2 separate regions of the Pan troglodytes genome follow, and region 1 is linked to region 2. A link is a contact called in public Hi-C data. All regions are on one chromosome and are shown on one strand. Each heading gives the region's core, a stretch centred on a gene start, on an enhancer-like site or on the middle of the called end of the contact. The rest is flanking DNA. Distances are from core to core; before and after follow the strand shown.

Region 1 (2,700 bases), core at 57-2,556, 140 kb before region 2:
CTCCTTGTCGGCGGCGTTGCGGGAGGCCTCGGTGCGCCGCTGCACCAGGCCGGAGCTGCGCTGGGTCAGCGAGGTCATGGCTCCCCCCGAGGCGCCGAGCCGGGCCGAGAGGGTCGCGGGACCGACCGGGTCGCCCTCCTCCTCCCCGCGCGGCCTCCGACCCGGGTTTCCGTGTTAAATCCGGACGCCGGGGCGAGGTCCGTCGGCAGCGGGGCCGGGGGCAGTCATGAGGAAACAGGTCAGGGCGAAGCGGGCTGGCCGGGCGTCGGCGGGGCAGGAGAGGAGCGCCTTCCTGCCTGTGGCCGCAGCCCCCGAAACACCCCGAGCTCCAAGGCGGAGGCGGCGGCGGCGCCTTTCCAATATGGCGGCCCCGGCTGACGTCACCGGAGGATGTGGCAGAGTCGGCGCGGGAGAGCTGGGCCGGGAGGCGCCGGAAGCGGCGGCCGGGGATCCGCTGCCACTGCAGCCTACACCCTTCCCGGCCCTCGGTGCTTGTCTTTTCTTTGGCGTTCCTGCGCCCCCTGACCCGCGGTCCTGCAGTCCTGCTCCCGTGACGTGCCCTCCCTCCTTCCGTTCCCCGTTTCCCCTTCACTACCCAGGGCTGGAGCCTGAACCTGGCGGGGCCCCCCGTGAATGGAAGAGCCTGGGCCACGCGAAGGTGGACCCCACTCAGCCTCCAGCCGTGCCCTCCGCGCCCCAGACACCGCCGTCTTCGGAGGCGACTCCGCGGTCGTGCGGACGGGGTCCCATTTGGACTCCGGGGTCTGCAGGATCGGCAGGAAGGACTTTGCTCTCTGCTGCTGGGCGGGGAGGGGTACGCTGTCTGCCGGGACTCCCTAACCCTTTAGAAGGAGCAAGTGCGTCCAAATGGTTTGAAAGTGGACCTTTATTGTTTTCCAGGAGTAAGAAGATAGAACAGTTGACCAGTTTTGTTTGTAAAACTTCTTTCCTTGCCTCGGACTTGTGCTATAAAGTGACCAGGGCGTAGTGAGTACAGTTAGTACCGCACACGTTAGCACGCTCGACCTTAACGATCTTTTTATAGATACAATAAACCTGCAGCGTTTCATGCCACGTCTTTGTACGCATCGGATGTCTCTCCGTGTAGTTACTAGGTGAAATCCTCTTGGCGTGCGCAAATTAGGTTAAAAAAATAGCTGTCAAACCTGAGACAGGAGTTGGAGGAGTAGAGGGTGGCGCTTGTTAAGTGAAACATTTAACCAGGAATGGTATTGTGTGCCATCCTGTATTAAACAATGTATGGACAGAGTGGAACAACAGCAAAGCAAAAAATAAAAATTTTTTTAAAAAAGTGATCATGGGCTGTGGCTAAAGAGTGCTTTAGATGGATTCTTCTCTTCCACAAATCCATTATCCAGAACTGCTGCTGCCTACCATCCCATGCCCTGGAAAGTGACAGTGCTAAATGAGGGGAAGAGAGGGTCCAGGGGGCGCACCAAGTAGACCTTCCCTTTTTCCCACCTGTCTTGGTGAAGGTCGATTTCACCTCAACCAATTTCTCCCATTCACACCCTCTTTTTTTTTTTTTTTTTGAGACGGAGTCTTGCTCTGTTGCCCAGGCTGGGGTGCAGTGGCACGATCTCGGCTCACTGCAAGCTCTGCCTCCCGGGTTCATGCCATTCTCCTGCCTCAGCCTCCTGAGTAGCTGGACTACAGGCGCCCGCCACCACGCCTGGCTAATTTTTTCTATTTTTAGTGGAGACGGGGTTTCACCGTGTTAGCCAGGATGGTCTCGATCACCTGACCTCGTGATCCGCCGGCCTTGGCCTCCCAAAGTGCTGGGATTACAGGCGTGAGCCACCGCGCCCAGCCCACACCCTCTTTGGACCTTTTTTCTTCATCTTTTCTGATTTTACCAAATGTTGTAGCTTGAAATGTTTCTTTGTAAAATAAATGTAATTAATTTATTATTTGAAAAAAGTTAATCAGGAGTAGTGGCCCACATCTGTAGTCCCAGGTCTTCGGGAGGCTGAGGCAGGAGAACCGCTTGAGCCCAGAATTTGAGGCTGCCATGAGGGTGATCGTGCCACTGCACACCAGCCTGGGAGACAGAGCAAGACCCTGTCTCAAAAAAAAAAAAAAAAAAAATGGCTGGGCGCGTTGGCTCACGCCTGTAATCCTAGCACTTTGGAAGGCCAAGGCGGACGGATCAGGAGGTCAGGAGATCGAGACCATCCTGGCTAACACGGTGAAACCCCGTCTCTACTAAAAATACATAAAATTAGCCGGGCGTGGTGCCGGGCCCCTGTAGTCCCAGCTACTCGGGAGGCTGAGGCAAGAGAATGGCGTGAACCCCGGAGGCGGAGCTTGCAGTGAGCAGAGATCGCGCCACTGCACTCCAGCCTGGGTGACAGAGCGAGACTCCGTCTCAAAAAAAAAAAAAAATTACTTGACTAATATAGTCAAGTATGTAGTTCAAAGAGTACAAAGATATGTGTAGTGAAAATCTCCCTCCCAGCTCTGCCCCTGTTCACCCAGTTGTTCTCCTTTCTCTCCTGAAGGTTTTAATGCCAACAAATCCTCTGATACTCCTCCCCTCAAAATGTGAAGCCTAATTTCCCTCCCCCTGAGTGTGGGCCAGACTCAGTGACTCTCCTGAAATGAATAGAATGTGGCCAACATGACTGTGTGGCACTTCTCAGGTCATGAAAGTCTATGCAGCTTTTTTTCCTCCCCAGC
Region 2 (2,700 bases), core at 174-2,673:
TTCACAGATCCAAAACGAGAAGGCTTCTCATTAGGCATTTGGATTAAGAACTATTGCTCAAGAAGCCCTGAGCAAGGCCTACAAGTTCTGATCTCTCTAACCTCCTCTCCTATGACTGTCCCCCTTGTCCATGGGCCTCTGCCATGCTGGCTTCCTTGACGCTCCGCCAACCCTTCAGACACACTCCCACCTCACGACCTTCCCGGGGGCTGTGCCCTCTACCTGGACGACTCTTCTCTCAGACCTCTCGTATCTTCAAGTCTCGGCTCAAATGCCACCTTTGCGAGGAGGAAAAAGATTTCTTTTCTTTCCCATGATATTTATCACCTCCTACTACACCGTATAATTTACTTAAATACCTATAATTCACCCCGTTTCTCCTTTCCCCCTCAAATAAGCTCCAGGAATGCAGAGATCTCTGTCCTGTTCACTGATGTCTATCACAAGCACTTAGTGCCTGACACACAGTAGGAGCTCGAGAAGTATTTTCTGAATGAATGAACAAATTTCTTGACCTGAAGATTCAGAAGAGTAAGAAGTGGGTGGAAAGGATGATGGTGAGGGGATGAGGAGAAAGAAGCGACAGCGGAGAATTCCCAAGGGAGAGACAAGCAGAGACTGGCTGAGGCCAGGCCGACCCCCTTTTCTCCCCGCAGCGCTGACGGGAGGCGGACGTAGGTGCAGGGCATCCCGCCAGCCGCACCCGAGGCACTCAGACGCAGGCAGCGGAGGCCGGCGGGCTTCTGGGCTCACTGAGAAAGTCCAGAGGCAGGACGGACCCACGCGGGCTCCGAGCAGGCCCCGTTGGGGGCTCCGACCCACGGCCCTACCCCTCCCAGCAGTGCCCACAACCCCAGGTCCTCTCCAGAATCCCCAGGGGCGTTCCGGGCCGCAATCCCTTCTCGGCTCGGGCCCCTCCACCAGCCTCCAGCGCTCGGGCCCTGCGCTCAGGCACCTGCCTGCCTGCGCCAGGGTCCCCATTCCGGCCCGCGCGGAGGCCCCAGCGCGCTCCTGCGGCCTCAGCCCGCCTGGCTGCCCCGTCGCCCGGCACAAGGGCAGGAAGCGCTCCGCGGCGCTCCCCGCTGCAAGGAAGGGGCTCCCGGCGCCCCTCGCCCCGGCCGCCCCTGCCCGACGCCCCGCCTGCGCGGCGCCCCCTCACCTCAGGGCGTACGTACGACACGAAGGAGGGCTTGGGGGCCTTGGTGCCGCCGCCACCGCCGACTACTCCTTTCCCCAGCATACCGCCGCCCTGGGAAGCAGCGACGCGCGGACGCAGAGGCGGCGGCTCGGGCTCCAGCTGGGGCAGCAGCGGCGGCCACCAGCACTAGCGGCTGGGGCTCCGCCCATCCCCAGGGCCGCGACCGCCGCGATGCCGCCCGCATCCGGCTCCGCCGCTGACACCGCTCGCCCCGCCCAGGCCCGTGGGCCCCGCCCACCCCGCGCGCGGGCCCAGAGAGCCGGGAGACCGCAACTGGAGGCCACGCCCCCCCATCACGTCAGGAGAGTTGGACCCGCCGAGATTCACCACCTTCCTGCGGCAGAGCCCGCCCTCATGCTTTCTCTGATTGGCCCGAGGCGCTGCCGGCCGAACCCCGCTCCCAACCCATTCTTGAGTGCACTTGGAGAGATGTTTCCTCCAACCAATCCAGAGAGCGTTCTCTCCGGACTTTCCAACGATTGGATGGCGAGGATAAAACCGTCGTCCAATGATCCTGCAGTCACCAAGTTGTCGTTAGCAGTGGTTCACGGCAGTCGTTTTCTTCCCTTTGCTTGTGTCTTTGGAATAAAACGTCCAAAAATGGGATGTATGGAATCTTGCTATAGGAGTTCCCAACTTACAGCGATGACGTTCAAGGTTTTTTATTTTATTATTTATTTACTTTTGAGACGGAGTTTTGCTCTTGTCGCCCAGGCTGTAGTGCAATGGCGCGATCTCTGCTCATTGCAACCTCCGTCTCCCAGGTTCAAGCGATTCTCTTGCCTCAGCCTCCTGAGTAGCTGGGATTACAGGCGCCCGCCACTACATCCAGCTAATTGTGTGTGTGTGTGTGTGTGTGTGTGTGTGTGTGTGTGTGTGTCGTTCTGTCGCCCAGGCTTGAGTGCAATGGCGTAGTATAGGCTCACTGCAACCTCTGCCTCCCAGGTTCAAGCGATTCTCCTGCCTCAGCCTCCCGAGTAGCTGGGATTATAGGCGCCTGCCATCACACCCGGCTAATTTTTGTATTTTTAGTAGAGACGGGGTTTCACCATGTTGGCCAGGCTAGTCTCAAACCCCTAACCTCGTGATCCGCCCGCCTCAGCCTCCCAAAGTGTTGGGATTAGAGGCATGAGCCACCGCGCCATGCCGCTAATTTTTGTATTTTTAATGGAGACGGGGGTTTCACCATGTTGGCCAGGCTGGTCTCAAACTCCTGACTTCAGATGATCCACCCGCTTCGGCCTCCCGAAGTGCTGGGATTACAGGCGTGAGCCACCGCGCCCGACCTCAAGGTTTATTATTTTAAATGTAAACAAAAATGAGACAAACGATGACTCACGCCTCTAATCCCAGCACTTTGGGAGGCTGAGGCGGGTGGATTTCTTGAGGCCAGGAGTTCAAGACCAGCCTGGCCAACATGGAGAAACCCTATCTCTACTAAAAATACAAAAATTAGCCTGGTGTGGTGGCGGGCGCCTGTAATCCCAGCTACTCGGGAGGCT

What was found. A called contact is a pair of places that touch in the nucleus more often than the background predicts.
Region 1: a contact with region 2 is called in a Hi-C map of stem cell-derived neural progenitor cells, with 2.6 times the contacts expected there. The contact joins the promoter of GOLPH3 here to the promoter of MTMR12 in region 2. A contact is called at or near these places in 1 of 7 Hi-C or Micro-C datasets (stem cell-derived neural progenitor cells) and 1 of 1 datasets of contacts at active chromatin or transcription factors (stem cell-derived excitatory neurons).

The regions. Positions count from the first base shown.
Region 1 is chr4:80,589,815-80,592,514 of NHGRI_mPanTro3-v2.0_pri, reverse strand. It overlaps GOLPH3 (golgi phosphoprotein 3), which reads right to left and starts at 1,306. Exons shown (of 4, transcript XM_517830.6): 1 at 1-1,306. The coding sequence starts at 78.
Region 2 is chr4:80,454,595-80,457,294 of NHGRI_mPanTro3-v2.0_pri, reverse strand. It overlaps MTMR12 (myotubularin related protein 12), which reads right to left and starts at 1,423. Exons shown (of 16, transcript XM_517831.8): 1 at 1,160-1,423. The coding sequence starts at 1,240.